2 separate regions of the Mus musculus genome follow, and region 2 is linked to region 1. Evidence: chromatin contacts called from public Hi-C data. All regions are on one chromosome and are shown on one strand. The core of a region is the stretch at or near the end of the contact, and the rest is flanking DNA. Distances in the headings are between cores, read along the strand shown. Region 1 overlaps Veph1 (ventricular zone expressed PH domain-containing 1). Region 2 holds the start of Ptx3 (pentraxin related gene).

Region 1 (7,093 bases), core at 1,365-3,864:
ACTAAAGAAAGAGAAGAGTTTATTTTGGCTTGTAGATTGTGGGGAAGATTGCCCATTGTGGCTTTGAAGGCATGGTGGCAGGAACTGAGGGCAGCTGGTTATATTGCATACTCAGAAAACAGACAGTAACCAGCAACTGGGGTGACTGGGTCTTGGGGCCTGCCTCAGGGATACACTTCCTCTAGGGAGGCTCCACTTTCTAAAGGTTCCATAGACTTCCCAAACAGAGCCACTGGGTGCTAAACACACGAGCCTTCAGAGATCTAAATCAGCAAATATTTGCCCGGCATTGGAGGAATGTCATTAGTTGAGACTATGTCATTGGCTGGGCTGGGGTGAGAACACCACACAGTCTTAGGGCTCAGCACTTACCTATGGGAAAGTTTAGCCAATAGACGTACCTTGCCAGCTTAAAAGAAAAATGGTTTACTTTCACCTTATGATAAATATGTGCTGTTAAGAACTGGTTTTGTCACAGTGTAATCTGTCCCCCATGGCTGAAAAAGTGTGTGTGTGTGTGTGTGTGTGTGTGTGTGTGTTACCCTTTACCCAGTAAGTCTTTTATCTTGGGGTTCCCCTCAGATTGGTGTCAGTAGCTCCATTTAGGATCCATCACAGCTCTTTTAAAACTGCTTGTGGCTAACACATGTCTGTTGTTTTTATTTTCATGTAATGGGTAAACTAAGCTTGTAGTGTCAATTGGCCACGTGCTTGCCTGATGAGGTAATGCCGTGTTGCTGCACACGCTACAGGTTCTGGACGAACTGTGCTGTGGTCTGATAAGAGAGAGTTTGCAAGTAAGCACTTGTCTGTGGGCCATATCCCCTGCAGCTGAGTATTCTAAAGTCACCTACCTCAATGCTCACCTCACATAGGATGCCAATGCTAATACTGAACGTTTATCCATAGGCATTGATGTTCTGAGTCCCCATATTTGTGCCCTTTAACTCTGGTTTTGTTTTAGGATGGCTCAGTTACATCAAATAGAAAATTCAAGAAACATATTAAACTGGTCATCATTCTAAGTAGTAAGATGAATTTTTATACCATCTTGTTCTCTTTCACCCAGGGCAAGTATCATCTTTTTGCCCAGAATATCCATGACTATATATAATATATACTGTAATACCCCATGTTAGTTACCATATTCATTTTTGTAATAGTAAAATGATTGCATTTAAGTAACTCTTTTTTTTTTAATCTGATAAAGCCTTTAACCCCAGCACTTGGGAGGCAGAGGCAGGCAGATTTCTGTGTTTGAGACCAGCCTGGTCTACAAAGTGAGTTCCAGGACATCCAGGGCTATACAGAGAAACCCTGTCTTGAAAATCCCCCGCCCCCCCCCAAAAAGCACAAGAATAGTAATTAATTTCAGCAGTTTGGCTAAGCCAGAGATGTGTTAACAATTTGGGCTCAGTAATGTTTTTCTTTAGTGAAAAGGCAAAAGGCGACAGCAACCCTATAATGCTTTAACATCATAATGTTTCTATTTTATTAATAATCTCTTACTGTGGCTAATCACTAAAATAAATTTTATTATAGGTATACTTGTATTAGAAAACTCGTAATACATATGTCTTGGTTCTATCTTTGATTTTAGGCTTGGGGTCTTAGAACATATCCTGTAGAGAAGTTATTCCTTATGAGAGAGAGAGAGAGAGAGAGAGAGAGAGAGAGAGAGAGAGAGAGAGAGAGAGAGAGAGACTATTAGTGGTTCCAATTACAAAGGGGGAAGCAGCTCAGAAATGTGAAGTGACCTCCTCAGCTTCTTAGCCACCTCTGAGCGGAAGTGTCTGCTTCCAAAGTCTGCCCCTGAAAACAGTGCCTTTTAGAAGCTGTTTGGTTTAGGATGCATTTTAATCTATCTCAGGAACAGTGATACAGATTGTGAGCCTGGCATGGTAACTAAGAATGATCAAATCCTGGTATCTCTGAGGCATATGTTTCAGGAGCCAGACACAGGAAACAAGTGCTATATAGTCACTGAGAAACCCTCAAGCTGATCCGGAAGACAAGTGTCTTCTTTTAACCCCAACTGATAAGATGTTCAAGACTCAGAAAACACCACACAAATGGTGACTTTAAGATTCAAGGAACAAGGACCATTTCCTGAAACAAAGAATCAAGCAGCAAGGTAACGAGGGTCTGCTGCGATCCTGCAAAACATCATCTCAGATGGGTAGGAGAAGGCCAGGTCCCCTTACATCTCCCACCAGTGCCCTTTTCCTCCGCCAGATCCTGGGTGTTCTCTGCCTTGTTCGAAATTGAACACCGGGTCATGGGCACTCCACAAAAGTCTATGTTTTGGTGTGTCCTGTGATTTGAGTATTGCTGTCTCCCTGGGTTCCTGGCAAAGCTGTAGCTGCGTTGCTCACACTTCAGGCAGGGATCCCATTATTCCCATTCCACTTTGTCCACACTCTTCAGAGCCAGCCTTGCTGGGATCTCTTTTTCACTGGCCTTGCTCCACTGCTTCCAAAGCTGATAATGATATCTCCCACCTATGTCTCTTGCTAATAAATGAATTCCTGAAATACCTTTAAAGACCTTCCCTTAGCCCTAAGTACTGGTTAAGGAAGAACGACCAATGAGGAAAATGAACAACAGATGGAACATAAATGGTACCACATGTTAGCTTCAACCTCTTTGGTAAGCAGGGCAAAACCTGAAGCTATTACTTCATATATATGTACAGAAGGGTCACAGCAGCCACACAACTGCTACAAAAGGCCACTGGGGTTTTCTTTTGATAGAGGATATCTCTACATGGAAAGGATACACTATTTTCTTATCAAAACTTCAGTTTTATCTTTAGATGTTACCTTAGTCAGTGGGGTAGAAGTACCTTCAACTTTTCCTAAGCGGGGGCAATACTGTCCAGAATGTCATATGGTTTTAATTATGTCCTGAAATTACTTGTGTGCATTCCTTGAGCCAACAGTTGGTCTCAAAAAATCAGTTTTCCCCCTTTGTGTAAACATACCTTGCTTTTAAAAAAAACAAGAGTTTTTTTCTTTTTCTTTCTTTCTTTTTTTTTGTAAGCACCTTAAAGAATATATTTCTCTTGGATACTGGTGCTTTAGTTTGGAGACAAGTAGGCACGAGAGATAGGTAGTGATTTGGGAGCTGGAGGGCTGGATCGGGATGTCAGCTATAGAAGTTTAGAGGACAGTGGGGCCATGGGAAAGAGTGGGTGGTAGGACCTCATAGAGAAGTGGTACCCAACTGTAGCTGTAGGACATGGCAGCCTTTCATGGGAAGAGAGGAATGAAGACGGTGTTCTGAAATGTGATGGAGAAAGGTAAGCAGAATTGGTCTGAATTTGGTAGGAATATGCAGAAATCACCTTGGGCAATTTCTCTGCATCATATAAGTGCTGTGTATATAACTCTTATCCACACTAAAATCTGAGCTCCACTGGATTAGACTAAAGGAACAAATGAAAGGAAGCTTCATGGATTGCTGCCTGCAACTTACATGGAAATTACTTCAGGCCTACAAGGAGAGCGGAGCTTGAGTCAAGGCTTCCGTTTTGGGCTAGGTTATTGGTTTATTTTTATTGTTTTATTTATGTGTATGTGTGTGAGCCTGCATGAGTTTATTTGTACCATGTGCATGGAGGAGTCATGGAGACCAGGAGAAGAAAATTGGATCTCCTAGAATTGGAGATACTGAAGGTTTGCTGCCACATGGGTGCTGGGAACTGAACCCAGGACCTCTGAAAGAGCACGAAGTGCTGTTATCTACTGAGCCATCTCTCTAGTTCCTCCTTTCTTCTACGAGAATTTATTCCATTGTGTTTTATGTGAAGCCTCTAAATGCTAATGCACATTAAAATATTTTCTTGTGAGGATTAAATAGAATGGGCTGGAGAGATAACTCGCTGCTCTTCTAGAGACCCCACCCATAGTGACTTATCACGACGTATAACTCCAGTTCCAGGGAGATCCATGCCTTACTCTCCCTTCTGTTAGCACTGTGTGCATGTGGTGCACGGATATACATGCAGGAAAAGGTTTGTGAAGGTGCAATGGCAAACTATGAATTCAAAATCAAGCATGCAATGAATGACCCGAGGTGCTTCTGAGAATGCTTACCAAGGGTGCATGCACAACTGCACAGTAGCCTTGGTTTTCAGTGTACAACATGCGCACTTGCACTGTGCGTGTCATTACACCACGCGCCACATGCCAGCAAACACTGCCTCAAACACTTCAGCTCAGGTTCAAGACTCTGGTATGTTTTTCTTAAAAAGTTTTCTTTTCCTCGGTAAACGTGATGGTTTAATGTTGGAAGCAGACTTCCAGTATTTTCCTACCATTATCTCCTCAGCCCACAGCTATCAAATTCCTATGTCTTCGGCTAGCATTGGGTTTCGATGCTTGGTTTTAGAAATTGCTATTTCAAAGTCGAACAAGTTTCATAAAAAACAGGAACACATTCTAACTTTGTATTTAGACAGAATTTCTACAGTGCCCAAAATACCCCTACATGAACTTCTGTCTTTTTGCACTATATGTTTATGTGAAGTGATGTCTCAGCACTGATGATTATAAATTTAAAGTAATGATCAATTTACTCATAGAGTAATTAAAGATGTTTTATGTCCAGAAGTATTAAATATTCATGCAAAACAATTCTTTCTGTAAAAATAAATACGGACATCTATCTCATATGCCAATATGCCAATTATATACTACAATGTCAATAAATGGGATACATATACATACACACACACATACCACATATATATATCACAAAGATCTGTCTTAAATTTCTTTGTGGTTTATTGTCAATAAGGGTATGATTTGTATATGAATTCTAAAAATAATTATACACACAGGCAGGGTCACAAAATTTCTTGACTATGAAGAAGTTGCAAGTAGAAAAAAATTGAAAAGCTGAGGTCTACTGTAATGGTCACTGGACTAAATGATTTCTGGGGGACTGCTCAGCCAGTCACATAGTCACCAAGAACACACTCTCCTCTTCCCCAGCTTTGACATGGTCTGACAGGCAAGCATCCCAGTTGTCAAGGGCTTCCTAGAAGGCCACAAAGGGCATGCCATTTGCAAAGGTCTCTTTCCCCAGCTCCTTACATCCACCTTGTCAATCCACAGGTGCCCTTATGACTCCTCTTTTATTTCTCTGGAATTGATTTCAAAACTTAACTGTTCTGCTGTTTAGGCTTTGTTGGCTTTTATTTAAATACAAACACATTTTTAGAAACACGGGAACAGGGAAAACGCAAATAGATTCACCTGCTGCCCTTTACAAACTCACTCAATGTATTCAGCATCTTTGGCAGAGGGAGGCTCATCTGCTTCATTTTTTTTCATTCTCTCTCGGATGCTAATTGTATTTCTTTTGATAGTCGTGTTGTTTTGGCCTGAAGTCTAAAATCTGGCCTGCTGAGCGTTGTATCACTTTTGTAAATGAGTTGACATCTGCTTTGAGTTTTATCATCTTTAATTTTCTTTCAGGATCGCTCCACTTGTTCATTTTCCCCTTAATTGTGAGAATCGGGTTTTGTCTTTGTGCCACACAAAAGTGTAGACCTTTCTTCTTTGGGGGCATGGACTCAAATGAGTAGACTCACATGGTCACAAGGAAGGCTATTCAGGGAAAAGATGCTGGGACAGAAGCCTTAGCAACCAGCCCAGAGAGGATGAGCCCTGGGCACAAAAGGCTAGCTGTCCACAACACACTTCTGAGGTTCCCACTGAATAATTACAATCTGTTAGAAGGAGATTGACAGCAAGGGTTGAGCTGGGAGAAATAGTTTGAATTGAGAGAAGTTGAGGTGATGGCCATATGTGGGATGAACACTGACCCCTTTATTTCTTTACTTTTATTTTATTTTATATTTTTTTTCATTGCTGGTAAGTGAAGCCAGGACCTCACAGGCAAGGCAAAGTGCTCTACTACTGAGCTACATCCTCATGATTTCCTTGCTCCCTCCCTCCCTCCCTCCCTCCCTCCCTTCCTCCCTTCCTCCCTCCCTCCCTCCCTTCCTCCCTCCCTCCCTCCCTTCCTCCCTTCCTTCCTTCCTTCCCCTTTCTCCCTTCATGCCCCATTATTTTCCTTACTTCCTTCTCTTTTTCTTTTTACTTCCAAAATAAAATACTAAAGGGAGTAATATTGCTCATAGGACTGGGGATTATTTATCAGAGATTAATTTCACGGTTAAAATATTGAGTGCAACAGCCTCATACCCCTTTCTCACTTTATATAACACTTTCACATACACAAGCTCAAATGTGTGTGTGTGTGTGGGGGGGTAGTGGTTCTTAACTGGGGAACTCTTTGTTACCTAAAAGACATTTAGGAATGCTGTAGCCAAGTTCAGTGTCACAACTAAGGGAGGACACTATTACCACCATCTTGTAGGTAAGGGCTCAGGTTTCTGAGAAACATCTTATAATGCACAGGACCACCAACCAGAAGGGAAAAGTCTAGCTGTGTGCACTGCACAGGACCACCCACAAGAATGGGAAGGGCATGTCACTCTTCAGTCCCACCTGCCTTCTTTCCAGGTCAGTCAAATTTTAGTCGCTCATTCACTACCATCATCAATAATTTCCTCATGGGCAACACTCATGGATGTATTCTTTCCCTTGTTTGATCTGACTCTTGTCATCTTCTTGCTGGGAGAGTCTCTGTAGTGAGACTAGATTGGCCTTCTTGAAGGTCATTCTGAGTTTACCCTACCATGTACCAAATCTCACAGTCACTCCTACAGGGCAAGAGTTCAACTTCTAAGAAAGGTATGCCAAGCTCACCGTGTTTCATCCCTGCCTCTACTTCATCAATACCATCACCATCATCTCTAAACAATGCTCTTCTTGTAACATATATTTCACTCATACAAAATAATGCCCCATTTCGAGAAAGCCATATATGCCACCAGCAAGACAGCCTGGTACAATCTGATTATCTCTCAAGAGTTGGCCCAAAATATCTCTTCCTCTAAGAGATATTTCTTAATCTCAGTTTTGCCCCTTCTTTACTCATAAACAGGTAGATTACACCATCTTATTGTTCTCTAAATTCCTTGAAGCCATCTTCATTAGTGTACCCCTCCTCTAGCTTC
Region 2 (6,983 bases), core at 1,692-4,191, 53 kb after region 1:
TACACATAAAGAATTTTGCCCTGGGATAAGAGATGGCACAGTACATAAGAGCACTGGCTGCTCTTCCAAGGACCAGAAATTGAGTCCCAGCACCCACATTGTGGCTTGAAACCTCACAGTTACAGAGGATACAGCACCCTCTTTTGGCCTCCACAGGTACCGGGCATGTACTTGCACACAAAACACCTGGATGTATAAAATTAGAGTAAATTTTTAAAATGATGCTGTTCCCATCACTATTTTATAACAATTTAATATCAAACAATATATTTTGTTAGGTTTCTGCTTGCTTTTGTATTGTGTTTCTCCTTAAATTGGGGGAATTTTGGTTCAGTACATAATTGATGTAGAACACATTAGGTCATGGAACTCAGCTGTTTCTGCACACTGGTCAGCTGATGGGAAGGGTCACACTGAACGGGGCTGTAGCTAGAATCTGGGACAGGAATCTGCAGTATGGCTTTTACTACTATCTCCAACAAAGGCCCTGGGGGGGGGGGGCGTTCTGAAGGGGAAATCCCTAGATTAGTCATTTTTGACTGACTTCAATTTCAACGAAATAAACCCAAAAATAAGTGCCAAAGAACTTACTTTATTTTTCAGTTCAAAACTGATGAAGAAATCTGAATGTAGAAATTCTGTACACTTCTAAGTCACATTTTGTCTTAGATACCGAATGTCTCCAGCCCACATACAAGCATAAGAAACGATAAAAACGACAGCGATGTGCCTGCCATCCAGCTGCACCAAAACTTTGCCTCGTGCCATAAGTGTTTCCTGACTAATGTTCTTTTTTTCTCCTCAGAGGTCATCATCCCTGTGAAGTTAGTATTTCTCATTGTTGTGAAGGGTTTTCTACCTTAATTACATGTGTGCATCCATTATCATCTTAGAGCCGTTTTCTTGCCTTATAATTTTACATGAATAAATTAATTACATGCAGAACTCTTTGCAAACTATTTTATTCCATTCGCTATTATGCTGGTTTTCATTCAAATTGGCCTCTTACCTTTATTCTTCCTGTTTGCCCCTCTACCCCAGGGCACCATTTTGTTAATGTACTCTATGACTGAAAGACATTATTTTCTATAGCTTCCAGAAGAAACCATCAGAAAAAGGGCCCGAAATCACTCAGACTTGTTATCTTCTGTCTTCTGAAGTCCAGATCTAGCCATACCACTCATGGGCATATACTCAAAAAATGCTCCACCAAACTACAGAAACACCTGCTCTACTATGTTATAGCAGCCTTATTTGTAATAGTCAGAAACTAGAAACAACTCAGGTGTCCATCAACTGAAGAATGGATCAAGTGTGGTACATTTACACAATGCGATATTACTCAGCTATTAAAAACAAAGACATCGTGAAATTTGCAGGCAAATGGATGGAACTAGAAAAGATCATCCTGAGTGAGGTAACCCAGGCCCAGAAAGACACACATGGTATGTGCTCATTTGTAATTGGACATTAGCCATACAGTACAGGTAACTATGCTACAATCCACAGACATTGAAAGAACAGTAAGCATTTTTATCCAGTTCTTCCACATTGCTTTTTCAGACAGGGTCTCTCGTGGGCCTTAACTTGCCCAATAGGCTTAGCTGTTTAGCCAGGGATCCCAGAGGCTCTCTGTACTGGCATTAGGACCTCACAGCACCACATCAGGTTTCTTAATGTGGACTCTAGAAACTGAACTCGAGCCCACAGCCTTAGGAGAAAAGCACCTTACAAAGCTGTGGCTCCACACTGCCCTTTAAACAATATCGTATTGTCTCATATTGCCATCGCTTTCTGATGGCTTTAACGGTTTCAAACATACCCTGTCTTTAGCCGTGATCTCAAATAAGTGAAGCTCTTGAGCAGGGGCCTGATGCCTTTTGACTTTGTGTTGATTCATGCTTATGATGCCCTGTTCCCTCCGTGTCTAGCTATGTTTAACTGTGGATTCATTTTTATTGTGGTGGATGGTACATGCATGTGCATTCCAGATGCGTGAGGGCACTCAGGCCAGGAAAGCCACTCATGAGTCTCTGTCAGGAGCAGAGGAATTTACCTATGGAAATCCAAGAGGCAGCCTTCTGAGAGGCCTGGCCTGAGGGTAGTAGCCCTGCCATCATGATCAGGATGTGACTGGTAACCCTCCCCCTCCATCTCCTTTGTATATTGGAGACTTGTATCAGCTCAGGGGTATCCTCTGGGAGTGGTTCCCTCTAGATCTGTGTAGTTTTTTAGATCTTGCTTTATTTGGAGTTTATTCAAATGTTTTAATTTTTTATCACTATTATTATGACTTATCAACACCTATCTAGGTACTTTGCACTGGGGGAGGGGGCAGGTTTTACACACACACACACACACACACACACACACACACACACACAGTCACTAATGTAAATTTAAAACAGGACCTTGATAGGATATGTCAAGAATACCCAAGCACCTAAAGCCACTATATTCCCGCCCTCACTTTCCTGTTTTACTGGGTTTTGACCCAGCCATACTGTGTTTTTTAGTTGCTCCACCAGAGGAGTCAAGACTAGTTAGTCAAGATTGACTTCTAGAGTCATAAAAATTCTTAATGGGTTATTTTGGAGTCACGGAATCATTTTCTATAGCTTGGTCTTGAGAAAGTATCCAAAGGAAAAGTGAAAAAAAAAAGTTTTCCATAACTTCAGGGGTTGTGGAGTAATGAAAGCTCACACCAAATGCCAAAATGATAATTCGCCCTGTACCTCTGTGCTCCTCACCCCCCAAAGCGCTAGCACTTCAGGTTACAGCAACTAATCCTCAGGGGCACCAGAAAAGTCCAGCTTCCCTCCCCTTCTCCCCCTGACTCGCCTCTAATTAATCTGCCTGCAGTGTGGACCTCGGTGGTTTAACATTGTGCAACCTCTTCAGCTCCCTTGCCCTCCCACCCAACCCCCTCCCCCAAATCCAGGGGAACTCCCTCGCGCTGTGCCACCGACATTAGTCATTCATCCCGCTCATGCTTTGGAGCGTTTATTAAGGGCTTCACTCCTGCCTCACACTATCTCTCCCGGGCTCAAACTCGGATCACTGTAGAGTCTCGCTTCTTCCCCTGCGGCTGCGAAGCAAATTTCGCCTCTCCAGCAATGCACCTCCCTGCGATCCTGCTTTGTGCTCTCTGGTCTGCAGTAGTGGCTGAGACCTCGGATGACTACGAGCTCATGTATGTGAATTTGGACAACGAAATAGACAATGGACTTCATCCCACCGAGGACCGTAAGTTCATTTTTAACTCTCTCAGCGTATCAAAACTACATAACTCACTTTTTGGGGGGCGCGATTAACATAATTAACATAGATAGCCAATGAAGCAAGCTAAAATTATACTTTATTTGTGAAAGCAAGGACTGGGGGAAAAAAGGAAAGCAAGAAAGCAAGGACTATCTGAGAAAAGCCAGAGGTTTTAAATTATTTTTGTAACATTTATGATGAGTTAAGTTATACGAAATCTTTAACTGTTTTTAGCTATATTAATGGCATTTTCTCAGTTAGTTTAACATGTCCTATAAAGAATAGTCCTGTGTCATCTTTGAGTTTACACGCACGCTGTTTTCAGAGCTATCCTTAGAAGGAGAGCGGTTGCTGGGGACAGGCTGAAACTTGGAGTCACCAAGAGTGCAACCCATGGCCACCCAGGACAAGCTGATAACACTTGTGTGTGTCCTGCGTTCTAGCCACGCCATGCGACTGCCGCCAGGAGCACTCGGAGTGGGACAAGCTGTTCATCATGCTGGAGAACTCGCAGATGCGGGAGGGCATGCTGTTGCAGGCCACCGACGACGTCCTCCGTGGAGAGCTGCAGCGGCTGCGGGCAGAGCTGGGGCGGCTGGCGGGCGGCATGGCGAGGCCGTGCGCAGCCGGTGGCCCCGCAGACGCCAGGCTGGTGCGGGCGCTGGAGCCGCTGCTGCAGGAGAGCCGTGACGCGAGCCTCAGGCTGGCGCGCCTGGAGGACGCGGAGGCGCGGCGACCCGAGGCGACAGTGCCTGGCCTAGGCGCTGTGCTGGAGGAACTGCGGCGGACGCGCGCCGACCTGAGCGCCGTGCAGAGCTGGGTCGCCCGCCACTGGCTGCCCGCAGGTAAGCCCACGGTCGGCTCTGTCCCTAGAGGCAAGCTTTTGTGGGGACCCTCACACTCAGAGCCCCAGTACTTTTCATAGGCACACTCACAGAGCTCACACCACGCCAGGCAGGCTCATTGCCTTTTAAAAGTATTTCCAAGCCCGAGGAACCCAAAAGAAAAAAACGAGGATTTAAACCATCAGTCTGGAAGTTGACGTCAGAGGTTCCTGATACCGGATCCGACCAGATATTGAAGGAGTCCATTGGCAGGTGTTTAACAGTGACCCTCCTCGCTGCCCCGAGTCCCTCCGTTAGGGATTTCCAAGTCTTCTAATTTTATCCCGTCACTTTCTTTAGGCCAGCTCCTGTTTCCTCCGACTATTTCAGGGCCCTGGCTAACTTCAGCGACTTTCCCAGCCCCTTGGCCGACTCCTCCCCCTCTGCTCCTTCTGAGTTGACTGGAGCCTAATTGGATCTCCTGCAGACTCAGCAGAATCCCTTCAGGGTTCCCTCATCCCAGTTTAGTTCCACAGTGAAGGTCAAGGGGGGCATGCTTTATAAAGTCAGGCGCAGGAGTCAGAGGGAGTAGATGACGGCTTTATCCAGTCCCCCAGGACCACACAAGAAAGGGACTATTCAGACTGTGCAACTTGTCAAAGCCCCACATGAACTCCATAAAACTCCCAACTGATGAGGGCCCCTTTGGTATACTCTTAAAAGCTAACAAAACAGGAAGAACATTGGAGCCTAGTAATTCGGGTTCTTAAGTCAAATTTCTGACGGGAGCAGTGATGTTTTGTTGTAGATTATTCTAGAAAATTAGTGCCCTATGCAGACAAATAGCCCTGGTACTCCTCATGAGTCTCAGAAACAATGACAAGCAATACCACCCTATGCCATATTTCCAATGAAATGAAGCTTATTGGATGGGGTAGGAGGAAGGACACTCCAGAGCACAGTTCATTCCTTTATAGAAACTATCCTACAATCAGTCCCTCCTATCTACTTGAGCTATAGGGGTCATGCCCTTAAGTTCAAAGCACAATTCTTCAGACAAAAAGCATAAATCAACCCTAAAGCAAACCCTCTATGTGATAACTTTGTGACAATTTTAAATGCATGGATTTTTTTGTTTGTTTGTTTTGCAAGCTCTGTAGAGTCATGCACATATAATGTGCCCCTTAAAGGAAGAATTACTTTGTCTCCTCATCTGTTAGAAAATGTATACATTTCCGAATTCTAAACTGTTGTTGGTGCTTACTAGCCAATCATACTTGCACCTACAGTCTTTGACTGGTCCTCTCTTTCTCTCCTGCCAACTTGGTCCCCAGAGGACACCTAATTATGTTGTGGTCTGCCTCCTAAGAACCTGGTTTTCATTTTGCTTGGTCTCTGATAATATAATTACAAAGACTTATTAGTTGAAAGCCACTTCATGAGAGAGTTCCTGACATTTCAAAGACGTCTCAAGGGCCTCCTTCACTGTTCTGCACAAGAACCCCACACAATCTGCTAACATACTACTTTACGGCATGAACTCAGGTAGCTACCATGGCCGACAGGGATGCTGGGTCTCCCAGAGACAGTCATGGGCAGCCCTGGAATGTAATCTGCACTGCCTGGCCTTATTTAAACAGGAAGGCAGTTAATTAGGTTGTAGTCAATGCCCCCTTGGACTGTATTTTGAACTTACAGAGGCCAGGAGATTCCAAATGCACAGAAATGAGTCTTTTGTTTCCAAAATCATTATTTGATTGAATTGTTGTAGCTAGAGGAAGAATCCTACCTTGAAAATGCCTCATTTAAATTTTTTTCATGAATGGTTAGAATTTTTTTAAAGAGTTCTGTTATCATTTGGGGGCATTGCTACCATGGTTGCTCTTATACAATTTTTCTATATTTCAATTTTTCTTTGACTATCACTAAAAGATATGGTCTATGTTTGTTTGATAGTTTTTGGACTGAGCCTAGCTCGGAGCCACTAATGGGAATTTACTAAACTTTATAGGACATTTGATATCCACATGTTCTACTGAATTACCAGCTAGTGCTTAAATGTTCTGGGAGTGACTTTTCAAAGCTTCCTCATAGCATCTCCTTTGGGTTATTATAAAGAGAACATCTAGCCTACCTTAGTTTTTTTCAGATACACCGAGAAGCAGAACCCCTATATTCAAGGCCTTAGCACTTCCCAAGTCTTCACCTTGGCATCTTATCTGGGGATGCAGCCTCAAGAGCAGCAGAGGTTGGGTAGATGAGTCTCGTGTCCATGTTCAAGGCCCATGTCTTCTGAATGTTCTCAGCAGAAACACAATCTCTTATAAAAGTCTTCAGAAAAATTCCCTTTTTAAAAGCATTTTCTATAGTGGTGTGACTATAAAATTTATAAGTTTAAAAGCATATTCTTGGCCTGCCTAGATTTGAGTGCAGTATACTTGTAACTTACAGACTTGCAGTCCTGGGTCATATCCCCCCTTAAGTATAGACAACACTAAAGGCTGATAAGATTATAAACTTCATCAAAACCTGTATGATTCTCACTAGCAGTAAATTATTCAGAATTCAGGTCTTCTATTAAGAGGCAATATAATGTGTTGGCCTCTGCCAGCAGACCAACCAAACTAAAGCCCGAGCTTTAAAATTTAGCTACTACAGAAGCATAGGTTATTTTGCCTCAGTTTTCCCACCCATAAATTGGGATTAAGAAGACTTCAAAAGCAAGTATGAAGATGTATTAAGGTGATGGACAAATTGGTTAGAACACTATCTGGGACATAGGAAGTACCTGATAAACACCAGTCATCATTACTACACTTTGCTTCCTGTCAAAGCTCAGTTTGCAAGTGGTCCTGGTGTGCACAGCAGTAATTTCAGTCCCTTGAAGGTGGAGACAGG

What was found. A called contact is a pair of places that touch in the nucleus more often than the background predicts.
Region 2: a Hi-C map of cranial neural crest shows a contact between it and region 1, with 2.1 times the contacts expected there. The contact joins the promoter of Ptx3 here to the enhancer-like site in region 1. A contact is called at or near these places in 1 of 39 promoter capture datasets (macrophages), 9 of 484 Hi-C or Micro-C datasets (the 3T3-L1 cell line, the HL-1 cell line, the MC3T3-E1 cell line and 5 more), 1 of 115 datasets of contacts at active chromatin or transcription factors (the NIH/3T3 cell line) and 2 of 9 other capture datasets (adipose tissue and liver).

What each region holds. Positions count from the first base shown.
Region 1 is chr3:66,164,462-66,171,554 of GRCm38.p6, forward strand. All of the region lies in intron 7 of Veph1 (ventricular zone expressed PH domain-containing 1), which reads right to left. Among named protein-coding and RNA genes, the nearest start is that of Ptx3, 52 kb to the right of the region's middle. Within about 2 kb of position 2,615, at least 11 of the 459 cell types and tissues checked have an H3K27ac peak or open chromatin away from gene starts, as enhancers often do.
Region 2 is chr3:66,216,946-66,223,928 of GRCm38.p6, forward strand. It overlaps Ptx3 (pentraxin related gene), which reads left to right and starts at 2,942. Exons shown (of 3, transcript NM_008987.3): 1 at 2,942-3,246; 2 at 3,705-4,106. The coding sequence starts at 3,117. The region is part of intron 4 of Veph1 (ventricular zone expressed PH domain-containing 1); the gene reads right to left.